Linked DNA regions of Xenopus laevis: region 2 is linked to region 1. A link is a contact called in public Hi-C data. All regions are on one chromosome and are shown on one strand. The core of a region is the stretch at or near the end of the contact, and the rest is flanking DNA. Distances in the headings are between cores, read along the strand shown. Region 1 has its middle 48 kb from the start of LOC108702973. Region 2 holds the start of LOC108702974 (sodium channel protein type 2 subunit alpha).

The links. Hi-C and Micro-C count contacts between places; a contact is called where the count stands out from the background.
Region 2: a contact with region 1 is called in a Hi-C map of the XL177 cell line, with 5 times the contacts expected there. The contact joins the promoter of LOC108702974 here to the enhancer-like site in region 1. A contact is called at or near these places in 2 of 4 Hi-C or Micro-C datasets (the XL177 cell line and the XTC cell line).

What each region holds. Positions count from the first base shown.
Region 1 is chr9_10S:64,457,199-64,464,239 of Xenopus_laevis_v10.1, forward strand. No RefSeq gene overlaps it. Among protein-coding and RNA genes, the nearest start is that of LOC108702973, 48 kb to the left of the region's middle. Within about 2 kb of position 1,738, at least 5 of the 7 cell types and tissues checked have an H3K27ac peak or open chromatin away from gene starts, as enhancers often do.
Region 2 is chr9_10S:64,612,897-64,619,266 of Xenopus_laevis_v10.1, forward strand. LOC108702974 (sodium channel protein type 2 subunit alpha) reads right to left here and starts at 1,692. Exons shown (of 27, transcript XM_018238837.2): 1 at 1,486-1,692.

The DNA of each region.
Region 1 (7,041 bases), core at 488-2,987:
CGGGAAATTTAAAAAACGATTGTATCTTCTGAGCATCCCGAGTGTTTTTGACCCAATGTGGGTGTGGTTGGGCAGCATGCCACCCCCTAAAATCCTGCAGCCCCAGGCCTGGGCCTTGGTCGCCTCTTCACAAATCCGGGCCTGCACATGTGCACGTGGCGTGGGGCAGAGAGTTGGCCTGGTTGCCTAGAGTGCCTGGCTGGCTTGGTTACAGGACATGGAAAACTAAAGACACAGGGATTAAGGAAGAGTGAATCTGACCTGTTTCTCTTTGCTGAAATTATACAAAAAGGCAAAAAATTTGCCAAACACGTTGAAGTCAATGTGGCATGTGCTGCATGTCATTTTTCAAACTGACATTTTCTTAACCACACATTAAAGTCTATGGGACTAATTCAATAAAGGGCTAAATGGTTGCCAATGAACGCTTCAAGCCACTTTCACTGAAATGCGAAGTTGTGTACTGATCGCTGAACGCTGGCGACTTTTCACTAGTGTTACTTCGGCAGTGCGAGCGTTTCAAAGCGAAATAACGCTAGCGATCACTAATGATACTTCATTAGTCCTCTTACACTTGGGTCAATTTGAATAGGGTGGGTACATTAAAGTCATATGGACGTCTTTATTAGAGATGTTAGTGCAAATGCTTGAAGTGGCCACTTTTTATTACAAATGTCCAAGGAACCTGAATAAAGACAAAAGACAATCTTTGCGTCTATGGCCAGCTTAAGGGTTTGGTCACACGAGCAGATTTGGGTTGATTAGTCGCCTCAGCTACAAATCTCCTCTTCTTTGGGGCAACAAACTCCCCGAATTGCTTTCCGCCAGCTAAAATGAAAATCGCAATGCCCACGCAGCGCTTCGTTTTCCAAAGTTTCCTCGTGAGGCAAAAAACGGGTGACTTCGGAAAACGAAGTGCCGCGTCTGCATTGCCGCAGGCGATTTTCATTTTAGCTGGTGGAGGGCAGGGGGAAGGCAGTTCGGGGAGATTGTCACCCTGAAGAAGAGATTTGTCGCTGGGGGTGACTATCTCCCCGAATCTGCTCGTGTGGCCAGACCCAAAAGGAGGGGATATCACTCCAACTTGCAGTACAGCAGTAAAGAGTGACTGAAATTTATCAGAGCACATGACTGGGGGCAGCTGGGAAACTGACAATATGTCTAACCCTATGTCAGATTTCAAAATTGAATATAAAAAAAAGTCTGTTTGCTCTTTTGAGAAACGGATTTCAGAGCAGAATTCTGCTGGAGCAGCACTTTTAACAGATGTGTTTAAAGAAACAAAACAAAAAAACCCCATGACAGTATCCTTTTAACCTTGGCTGCCCATATTTTGCTGGACTACAATTCCCAGAACACCAGCATGATATATCAAGGCAAAAACGTGCAACAGCTGGAGTCCAAACTGGAAAGGTTAATGTTGCTAATAGAGAAGGGCAGCGGGGTCACAGAGGAATATACACGGTCTATAGTGTACTAATAAAGCATTTATCGCACGGCCCTGTCTGTACACGAAGCATTGTTGTACCACATTGTGATTTCACCTTCTCTTTTACACTTGCCGAGAGAGCTTGAATGAAGCAAATCCGCCTTACCCGCGCTGCCTCTTGGTGTCACTGTAGCACCAGTGTGGGAGAAGCAGGTCTCTGCACATGCGCACAATTTGTGCCGTTCCTGCGGGATCCCGGCTGCTTGGAAAGTGATGCTGCCAGTGCTGCATTAGCTTGCCCCGCCCTCTTGCAGATAACACGGGCTGGGTTTCTGGCACCGAGTCAGCATCTCCAAACCTCATGGGATCTCGTTCATTTTCCTCCCCCACCACTGGGAGGGGCTGCTTCTGTGTATACAAGAGAATAATCTGTGTATTGAGGGCAGATAGAGGGGGATTTGGGGATGTTCTGTCGTCTCTGATGAGGTTAATGGAGCTCAAAAGTGCAGTAGGGCTCTTCAGAAAGAAAGCAGGTGCCACAGGATCCCACACATTAAATGTTCATGTCAAAGCTGTAGAAGTGAGCGAAAAAGCCTTTAGTCATAGGAGCTAGCAATCAGTTCTGTAGTACAGCCTCTAATATAAAGGACTGATGGGTCACGGTAGACATTATATACAGAATATGTACAGTCCATGTCCCCACTGCAAGGGAGTTGTAGTTTAAAAATAGCTGCTGCCTACACAGCAAGTGTCACATGTGTAATCACATGTGCCATTAAATCTACATCACAGTAGTAGTAGTTAGTGGGGTCTGCCTGTGTATTTCATATGCAGGTTCTACACAGGTTTCTTTAGAACACAAGAGCGTGCAATCACTTACGATGCATTCATCTGCATTGGCAATTCCCTTTCAATCTCATTTGCATTCTACTATTCATTGTCAGGCAGGGGCCCTCTAACCTCTAAAAAAAAAAGATTTCACTTGCCACTCCCATCATTAGCTTGAAAGGGGGACGATGAAAGTTCAATCAATTGGATTGTATCCGTTTTAGCAGCAGAATTGCCTCCATTCACTCTAATGGACAAAATGTCTTTTAAATAATGGTTGTGTGAATGTAGAGAAGTCCAAGCTGTGCCATTCCAGCATTGTGCTACAGCTCCCAGCATCCTTCATCAGCCAATGAAAGTGTTATTCATCGGGATCTATAGGGCTGCAGTTAGATAACCCTGACTACAGAACATACACAGCCTCTGTAATGGAGATGATAATGTAGGAAGTGTTTGATGTCTTAGTTTCTAGAATGATATAATGTATTCTGTAATGGCTATGGCATCTCCCTTTAAAGCTCAGCTTGTAGCCATGACCATAGAGATTCCACCAGTGATTATTCTGATATTTCCTTTATGAAGCTGTCTCTGCAGCAGTTCAGATCTTCATTACATCCCCCCCCCCCTCAGTGGTGGGTGCAGAGAAAATCCCAGACCAAGGGCTGTGCATTGAATTCACCTGAGCAGAGACTGGCGCTGTTGTGCTTGAGACAAGGTCTGCTCCTTATATGCCTGCAATCTCCGAGTCCTCCCCAGAGCCATGGAACATATGGTACACTGCACGGCATTGGACGTCTGCCTTTGGAATGCTAGTGCGGAACTGCATAGCAGCAGGCTTTCTATTTCCCAGGAGATCTTCCCCCCACAAATGCTGCAGTCGTCTCATGGCTCTGCCATATGATTCAGCTTTTTTGCTATGCTTTACTTAAGCGTCAGCAGCTTCAGCTGTGCAACAGACATGTCATTGGTAACAGGATAAGTGGACGCATTATTCTTGCAATATAAATACGCTAATACCATATGTTTGATGCAAATCATATTTGCATTAATAACATTCCCTTAACGAACATGTTCTAACTGCCTGCCCCATGGCTGTATCGCCCCTTTTTGCGACTAGGGTGGTAGTAAAAATATTGTAAGCGGCTCCGGTAAAAGAATGACCACAGTGAATGTTATAGGGGCCTTAGATGGTAAACTCCACTGGAGTGATGTATAATCTCTGTACACCATATTATGAATAAACCATAATAATACAATAAAAGGGCAAATAACACCAAAATTATTCATTTAATTCAAAATGCAGTTTAATTCAAACCTGTACATGTAAGAAAGGGTTATTTTACTGTATATAAAGCTTGTTAATGCTTTTCACGCTGCATTTGACACCACATTTTAGTCCCAAAAATCTCCCATTGACATCAATTGGCTATGCCAATATGTCATTTACGCACCCACTGCAGTGTAAGCAACATTTTTCCGAATTGCTTTTAGGACATTTTTATTTCTTGCAGCACTGGACTTTTAAATAATTGTTCGTTTGATGGAAACAACAGAACAATACACAGTATGTGGAAGCAGCCTCTTTGCATTGGGACCATACACAGAGCCATTTCCATGTTTCTAAAGAGCTAACCGGTGTCGTTGCTCCATCAGTGACGTAACTTAACATCACAGGGTCCCCCAACAGAAAAATCATCTGGGGGCCTGGTGCAAACACTCCTCTGCTGAAGGGAACCCCTGCCCCATCAGAGCCACTAGTGCCTGCTCACCACTGCTAGTTTGTGGTGGGCAGAGAAATTAAAGGTAGGAGAGGGGCTGGGGAGGGGGGACTACAATAAAGCAAACGCCACGATCTGGACCCCTCTGTCTCCTAGGCTTTCTCTGCCCTACTGTATTAGATCCATGCAGTTAACATATTTAGCCCTGCTGGTTGTGCTTCTGCTACCAACACATCCGTGTCAATCTAGACAATAGACCTCTGCCACTCCCTGGCTTGCTGCTGGATATAGCCACAAGTCTTTCCTGAGGGGGTGGGGAAACAATCATTTTTTATATTGTGACAAACTGTTAGCTTGTACATGTAAATTCTGGGGAAATTAGTAAATGGTAGGCAGGCAGCATAGGTCAAAGGAGCAATACAACAGTGACACAATGGCTCTTCGGAGTAAACACGGGTTTATTTTCCCAGGTTTCAAACGTACACAGTACATTCCAGCCCAAGGATGAACATTTCAGTATACAAAACATAAAACATAAAAATAACTCCTGCCCACTGGGCACTACCTTCAAACATTTGAAGAGGTCCTTTAATAAACTGGGCCCCTTGTGGACAACCAGCAAAAACAAACAGTTGGCTCACCCCTGTACTCACACAGTACTCCTTTTTGGAAAGTCAGCCGCCTCCTGGCTTTTCCTCAGTCTCACTCAAGACTCTCTGACACTTGGACAGGGGCTCCCTCTGCCCCTTGCCGTGGCAGGCAGCACCCCAGCCCCTCTGGCAGTATCCTCCCTGTTTGGAAAGCTACACTTCAATTCTCCAATTAAGTTTAAATACCTTTTCAACAGGACAGCTTTCCTGTGGAAAGTGATTTCCATTCTCCGGACTGGACTTGGGGAATGGAGTGTCTGGGTACTAACATCTTTAAACAGAGGTTGGATTCTCTGTTTACCATATAGCATATCTTGGTCTTAGGGAGAAACTAAAGGCTAGCTAGAGTGACAGTTTTCCACATTTTAATGGTCTCTCTACCACAATATATAAAAAATAAGGCACCCCTAAAGTTGCTTCCCTATTCATGGGCCTGTAGGTGTCTTGAGTCCAATGCAAGGTGCAGAGCACTGTCAGGTGCAAGGGTTCCCTTTACTTAATGCCTGCTTAGTCCCCAATACCTTTTGCCCTCTGATTATCCACATCTTTTCATCTTCTGATTAACAAGCACAATATTTCAGACTAACTAACTATATAGTTATATATGGTGGCTGGTATCTTTTTGAAGAGCCTAACCCACATTCCACTAAATGTCCATGTGCTGCCCACCTCTTGCCCCCTGTGTGCTTTTGTGTTCATTATCAGTACATACAGAGCAATGTACAAATCTTTGTATTCCAGTTCAGTTAATTGATTCAGCAGTTGATCCATTTGGTCAATAACTGGAGAACATAATATGACCTTGTATTTGCACAGCTACTCACTCTAAACAGCCTCAATGTTTGGCGCTATTAAAACCATGTCACAGGCCACACTATACATGACATAGGCCATCATTCCATTCCCTGAAGGAAATCAAAATGGTTGGTATGAGAAATCGTGAAGTCACAGTGTTCGAGAAACCATGGCCTATATTGTAGCCAAGCAGATAGAGAAATGTAAAAAATTGTGAATAGTAGGAAGATCAGGCAGAGGTAAAAACAACTTTGAATATTCATAGCAAAAACACAAATAACGATAATGCATTAGAAAAATGTTTCATTTGCCAAAATGTAGGATAGGTGAATTTAACTTTGCATTTAGTGCCCCTTTAATTTGCTTGCTTCCTAGATTCGATGTGGAGGCTAAAACTAGGTCATCCACACATGAAGAATATGTTCATCTTTTCCTGATCACAACATTAATAAGCAATGAAGCTGCTGTTTTGCAAACTCTCTAGTCAAATGGGTTTTTATGGCATTTTTGTCAAGCCTTTGGAATATTAGCATACACACATTCACATACACATTATCTGTGATTGGAGCATTAAGCAGTGATTTTATCAAACAAGGAGTTGAATGGGAAAAGGATAAACTGTTTAATTTGCAGCAATTTAGTTGCATGTCCAAAATATGATGCACTGTCAATTGCTTTTTTATGGGCCATTTAATGGGTTCTCTCTTCTGTCCGTCCAGATAGCTTTGTGGTGTCATTTATAGACAAGACTGGCATCAGGAAATCACTCAGTCCTCTGGGGCATATTACAAACGAAACATCTGAGGCCTCTTGAGACTTTCTAAAAGTACAATATTTCCTCTGTTCAGGGCACCAAAAATGATGACACCCAATAGAGCTATAAATTCATAAATTCAGAATATCAAATTCATTGTTCTACTTGCAGCGGGCTTTAAAAAGCTATTCACTGATTGGTTGCTATGGGCAACTGCCCATGGGCAAATTTCCCCAGTGTTGATAAATGAGCCCCAGTGTATCATGCCATATACCATATATTCATTGTGAAACAAAACCAATTTGTAAGGTGAACATAAGAACCAAGAATGTTGAGGGACACAGCATATAAAGCTAAATGGGTTCTATGGGTTCAGCTGTGCCCTTACAGTACATGACATCTTACTATCTTTGAAGGGGCAGTGTTCGCAAAGGCAAATTTTTTCACTTTGCGAACTTTATTTGTATTGCGAATAAATTGTGAATGATTTTTGGGTTAGTGGCAAATATTACATTCACACTTTACTGTTTTACCCTTACTGGGCAGTATGGTAGCTCAGTGGATAGGCATTTTGCTTTGCAGTACTGGGGTCCTGAGTTTTATTTTGGCACTGAAAGAAGTTTGTATGTTTTCCCATGTCAGGGTTGGTGTCTTCTAGGTACTCCAGTTTCCTCCCACACTCCAAAATAATACAGGCAAGTTAATTGGCTCCTGATAAAAATTGACAATAGTGATTGTGAAAAGGGATTGGATTGTAAGCTCTACTGGGACAGGTACTGGTGTGCAATCAAAAATAATTGCAATAATGGCATTTATATTTATTTTTAAATGATGCAAAGCACCCTCTTCTTCCTTGTTTAATGATTG
Region 2 (6,370 bases), core at 442-2,941, 160 kb after region 1:
CTATGGTTATTATATTTTCCTGGCCTCTGATCAAACCGTGAATTTATATCTTTATCTATATGTAGGGCAGGTTGACCTATAAGGGGTATGCTGACAGCGCTATATCATTTGTATATATTTATTTAAGGGGCCAGAATTGAATTTTTACACATCACAGAACATCACTGCATTGAATGTTGGCTGAAGATACATGAGGGATCATTACAGAAAATGAAGAATCCAATCAGCATGTGTTTTAGTATGAAACAAAGTTCTACATCATTGTAAAAATATGCAAAAATCCCTTAATAATACGCTGTGAAATCTGCATATTGGGTAAATTGGCTCCAAGATGCATCATTGACATTACTCATACTGCCATCTAATGGAGCAGATGAACGCTTGGAATTAAATGCATCTACAGGCATGGAGTGTATCTTTACTGCATACACTGCAGCTGCATCGTGTGAGCCTTGTCCCAGCCTTCCGTCGTGTGTATATACATAGACAAAAATAATGGCACCTATTTCCATATACAAATCCAACAGAGGAAATAGCCGTCTGTGTTCACAACCATGGCAAATGAATATTCTTAATAATGACCTAAAAATAGTATTGCTGCTACTTTATGTGGTATATTTGTATTTTCTTTTTAAATATCACTACAATTGTTCATGGAACAACCCAAGAAATAATAATATTGGACTACTGTGCATTAATAAAGGCCCCTGATCACGTTATGCTGCTTTGCTAACAAATAAGCGAGTCAGCATTTTCCTCTGGCACAGAAAAGAAGCTTGTTCTCCTTTAAGATCAGCAGCTACCATTTTATGGATGCTGTGCTCCAGCCTTAGTATTATTCCTCCTTGGATGACACCAAGCAATTATCAGAGGCCCCCACCAGATTATTCCAATGGCAGTCACCATCACCAAGATACTTCCCCCGATCCTGTGTGGCTGTATATACCAGCAATGTGGATATAGAGAGTAGCATAATTTATTGTTAGAGGGGTGGGGATGGAGATGAGCCCTGTTTCCCCCAACAATCTCACTGTAACAAGAGCTTGACCACATCTGTGTTGTGACTGCAGCCTTCACTATCGGCTTTGGGTCGCTCTGTACTTCTGATGGCGCAGAACACTGACATTAACCATTATGACCTCCAGTGGGAGCAGACAAAAATCATATTCCATATAAATACTGGTGCAGCTAGTCAGCTTTTCATCAGATAGCACCCCCTTTTACAATATTCCACAATATGCCACTCAACGCCAATGTAACAAGATGATCTAAACCTGCAGCAGGGACAGGCACAATTTCAATGTCAGGACTGAAACCCACAGCATAAATAAACAGAAATCATGTAATAGGCAACAAGACTGTCCATATACATAATAGGATTTTTTCTCTGCCCTGAACAAATTATAGAATGCTGCAAGACAAATGCACAATACATGAGCCAAAGGAAGAAATAGGCATTGTAGAGCAGGGAAAGATGTTGCTTACCTGATGTAGGAGAAACCCTGCAAATCATATCAGCAGACCTGCACCAACAGATGACAAGACTTGCTATGTAGATCCTCTAGAAAAATGCAAAAACCTCCAACTGCCCAAGCAAATAAATGATATTTGGGGTTAATCCATAACCACTGAGAAAGACTGTGATGCTTCTTCACAAGCCTCTCCTTTCCTTGCACTGCTTCCTGCTCCGAGCATCCCTCTACAGTGGTTAATATATAATAGGAAAGGGCTTAGAGAAGCATACAGGACTGCAAGGGAACCATGGACGGTAGCTCCACCTGCTGGAAACACGACCAATTGCAAACCTCTGTTTTGCCAGTGTACACATTTCCAACAAACAGCTTTTCTGCAAGGGTTTTTTTGCCGCATGGCTGACACAACACAGTGGTAATGGATATTATAGAATAATGAATGGAAAATGCATTTGTTTTAATGGTGTGTGCTGAAAAATATAGAGAGATGCCGGATATTTCTTGACAAATAGAGGAATAATGGCTGTTGCTAAACTAGGGGGCTGGATTTGGCTTCAGGTTTGCATAGGCCGCATTTGTATGCTTACACCCTATGCTAGAACTGTGATTTGCGTTTGTTGTCCTATACTGTTTAGTTTGTTTAGCTGCCCAGACAGGGTGACAGCTATTTGCACCATAACATTGCTGTGAATATTGCCTTCAAAACTGAGTTCTGCTGGCTCTGAAATAATGAATGGGTATAGGCATCAGTGTGCACACTGTGTAGAAAGACAATGAAGGGACTGGCAAAACACAACTCTATGGCCGCCAATAGCCTGACCAGGCAAACTGAGCCATATTGATCAAACACACTTTAAGACTGCTGAATTTTTAAAAAGGGAATGTTGCTTTGATTTATTGCAGTTGGCGGTGATTTGTACATAGCGAACATCCACATGAATATTTGTTACACAGTTTGCTGCAGTTTTAAATCAGACCTTTGATCATTGAAGTAATGGATTAGGTAACCAAACTGGGACTTGTGTCATGGCTGAGTGCCTAAATTACATTTGTCTACTAAATAGATGAGATGCAAGGTAGAGATAGTTCATAGAACCACACCCACTTTAGAGTAAGCCCCCCCACTACCACTTTTGGGACTTTGCAGTTTGGAATTTCCTGACTTAATCTGAAAAATTGCAAGTTAGTTAAGAGAGGGATATTGGGGGGGGGGGGGTTGTTATTGAATACAATTGAGTAATATCTAGAAAATCTCAGGTTGAAGATAACGATGGAGAGAAGGCCATAGAGAATATGCAATGTTTTGGGGTCACACAAAGAGGCGTGACCCCAAAACGTTGTACTCTGCATTAAACACACAAGGCAATCTTGCTTGCATCAATCCTGTGTTCCTTTGGATTTCTTTCTATTGGCCTGATAACCCTCATGTACCACATTTTCTAGGCATGGTTATTGCTCTAGATTTGCATTGTACCTTGAATGCACAACCAAGTGCCTGTTGGTATATACTCCTAAAGGCATATTTATAAAGTTGTGCACAAATTATACATATGCCATGCACGGGGATTGTGTAAATCATCCATTACAAAGAATTAACTTCAGTATTTATAAAGGTGTGTATTTTCTTCTTTTATGCCAGATTAGCAAAATAATTATGGGGAGGAAATTATGAAGCAAAATAACAAAACAATACCACTTTTTACACATTTTTTTCCAAGCTAACTTTTTAGGGCTGAATTTAGACATAAATGTAACTATTTTTCAATCATTTTTGAAAATCATTTTTAGACCATTTTTAAAATGCCAAAATAATAATACAGCTCTAAATTAATAAAAGAAGGTGAATTGATCATGCCACATTTCCATGTCATACATTTTATTAGAAATTCATTCTGTGCAAGAACAAACATTTTCAAAAACACAGTTTTATAAACCACTTTCAGGTAACAATAACCCCACTGGCATAACTAGAAAGTCCTAACTACAAGACAGATGCAAGAAAAACGAAAAAAATAGTCCTGCCAGCTCTACGCCAGTCATCTCACTGTTATCTAACACAGTGCTGTCCAGCTGGTGGCCCGTGGGCCGGATGTCCTTTGTATGGCCCCCCACGTGAAAGTCTGCCTGCTGTGACTACGTACCTTGTGTAAAATTTAAAGGGTATATGTACTGAGATTAACTGCATTGTTTACATCTCAAATTCAGAAAGTAAAATCCTGCTTTGTTCACACATGTAATCCCCCCTGCATTGTTTACACCTGTAACACCTCTATTGTTCACACCTGTAAAGCCCTGTACTGTTCCCACCTCAGACCCAGACTGAAACTGTCCACATTGTTCACCTGTTCACACTCATACAAATTGCTGTATGTAGCACAGTATGGCCTGTTCATTTTAGAGTGTTCCTGATAAGTTTTCCTGTCTGCTACAGTAATATGCTTTCCCTATATTTTTTGTGTGTGCCACACTCTGCCTGACCTTTGCTCCCTTTGTGTGCCTTACTTTGCCAGTCTCATGCTACTTGTGTGTGCCATACTCTGCCTGCCATATGCCCCCTGTGTGTCATACTCTGCCTGCACTACACTACTTGTCTGTGCCATACTCTGCCTGCCACATGCCCCCTGTATGTGCCATACTATGTCTGCCCTTTGCTCACTGTGTGCCATACTCTGCCTGCCACATGTCCCCTGTATGTGCCATACTTTTTCTGTGCAATGCTCTCTGTGTGTGCCATAAAGGAAGTTAGGGTCTGTCATTTCCTGGTGTGGGGGTTTGGGCAACTTTGAAACAAAATTAGATATACGGTTCTTAAATAAAACGTGCTTCTCTTTAGAATGAATAGCCACCCCAAGTAATTATCTTAATGTCTTCTTCTTCTGCAATCACAGAGCAGTAACTATAGAAAAAGCATATCCTGTGTTTCTCCAGGAGTGTACAGAGGCCACATTAGGTATTAATGGGTATTTTCATAGTTATGCTTCTGTGGTGAATTTTGACATCTTAGCCAGTAAGAAATAATTCCTATCATATAGAACAAAAATAGGTTGATGCTCATCTGAGACCCCAGGAAATTGGTATAGATGGGAGCCTAAGGCCACTGGCTCTGGATAGTTAAAATGTGTAGTTTTACTTTAATTTTACTTTATCTATGTTTATGGTTTCAGAAGAACAATCCAGAACTATGGTTAAAATGCTGCCTAAAGCAGATAAATATATATAGGGGTTGATGGGGGAAATAGCAAGCAAGTGTGTTGATCTAAGCTTTAGGATGCCCATTTCCCATAGTACTCTGGTAACCGTTGGATCAGGGCATTTTGGCTGCCTGTGTTTTAGACCCAATTACAGCAGTTATCAAACACCTAATGTACCATTGTCAGCTATAAAGAGCAGGGAGTAGGGTGTACAAAGCACAAAGTGTGCCAGAGTAAAACAAAAAGAGTGTTCCTCTTGGAAAATATTGGGCTGTTGGCAAATCTGATCTATGAGATATAAACAGAGCGTAGATTGCCTCTGCTTAACTTGGGTAGCTAAATGTCACTTTTGGACAGGGCCACGGAAAATACAGTGAAACAAATGTCAGCTATAGCTACTATCTCAGCAGTTTATCTTTCCAGAAAAACAAGAATTCCCTAGTATGGATCAATGCAACCTGGAGTGTGAAGATTTAAGTAAGACAAAGGGTATGTCAGCATCTACTGATTTATTATTTACACAATCATACCGAGAAGGGAACTGTATATTTGCATTTATGACCAGACACCAAGGAATTCCAGCTGTGTTAGGAAGATGTAAAAGGAAGATAATACATTCAGTAATGCACCTTCTTTAGGAGTAACTGTTGTTGAATTTGCAGAGTACTTGAAAGCACTCGTCTCACTAATGATGTTTAATGCAAACATTATGTGTGGTTGACGATACTCTACAAATTCAGGACATGCTCTTTGGTTGTATTGCTTAATTTCCTCTTAAGTAGGTCCACACATCTTCACAGTATTCCTTAAGGCCTAGTCTATTAACCCTCTGGGGACATTGTAAAAAAACTGCTTTCTCAGGCATTATGAACAAAATTGAGCTTTAGTAATTCTGTTAGGCCTATCTTTTGTCAATATGTTACCCCAATAAACAAATACTAGGTTAAAATAAGCACAAAACCATGCACCCTAAATCCAGAACCAGTGCTAAGCTCTCTGGTCTTGGCTCTTGCTTTTGCCTTTAACAGCCGCCTTTCACCTCTAGAGGAGGCCTCGGCTAATTGGATGCCACCAGGTCTTACTAAGAGAGGAGCAAAGATACAGGTTCTGGACGAGCAAAGGGGCATGATCGTCTCACCAAGGATACTGGATGGAAAAACACAACTTGGAAGATAGGCCAGACAACACAACGTGGAACAGGCAGGCCGGGCCAGCACAAGCAGAGTTAGAATAGTCAGACAGGTCGGGTCGATGCAGGCAGAGTTCAAGGAATAGTCAGACAGGCTAGGATTAAGATTGGAGAGCGTAGAATAGACAGACAGGCAAGCTTTCAGCTTCGAGAGGTCAGAATTATCAGGCAGGCAATGATCATATTGGAGAGTTCAGAATAGTCAGGCAAGGCAAGGCAAGGCAAGGGTAAATAACCAAAAGATCAGACAGGAATCAGTAGGAATAAAGCACCTAGGAACTAGCGAATAGAACCTAACAACGGGCACTGTGCTAAACACAGAAATCCCTTTATATAGTGCTTGAATTTCACGTCAAGCGCAATTACGTCATCATCGGGCGTGTAAAACCCTGAAGTGCGCGCCGTGTGTGCCACAGGGAAGCCAGCACAGGAGGAGAGAGGCAGGACGTGGTGGGTATCCTCGCTGGAGACGAGGATACCCACCAGGACCACTAGACCACCAGGGTGAGTCCTTATAG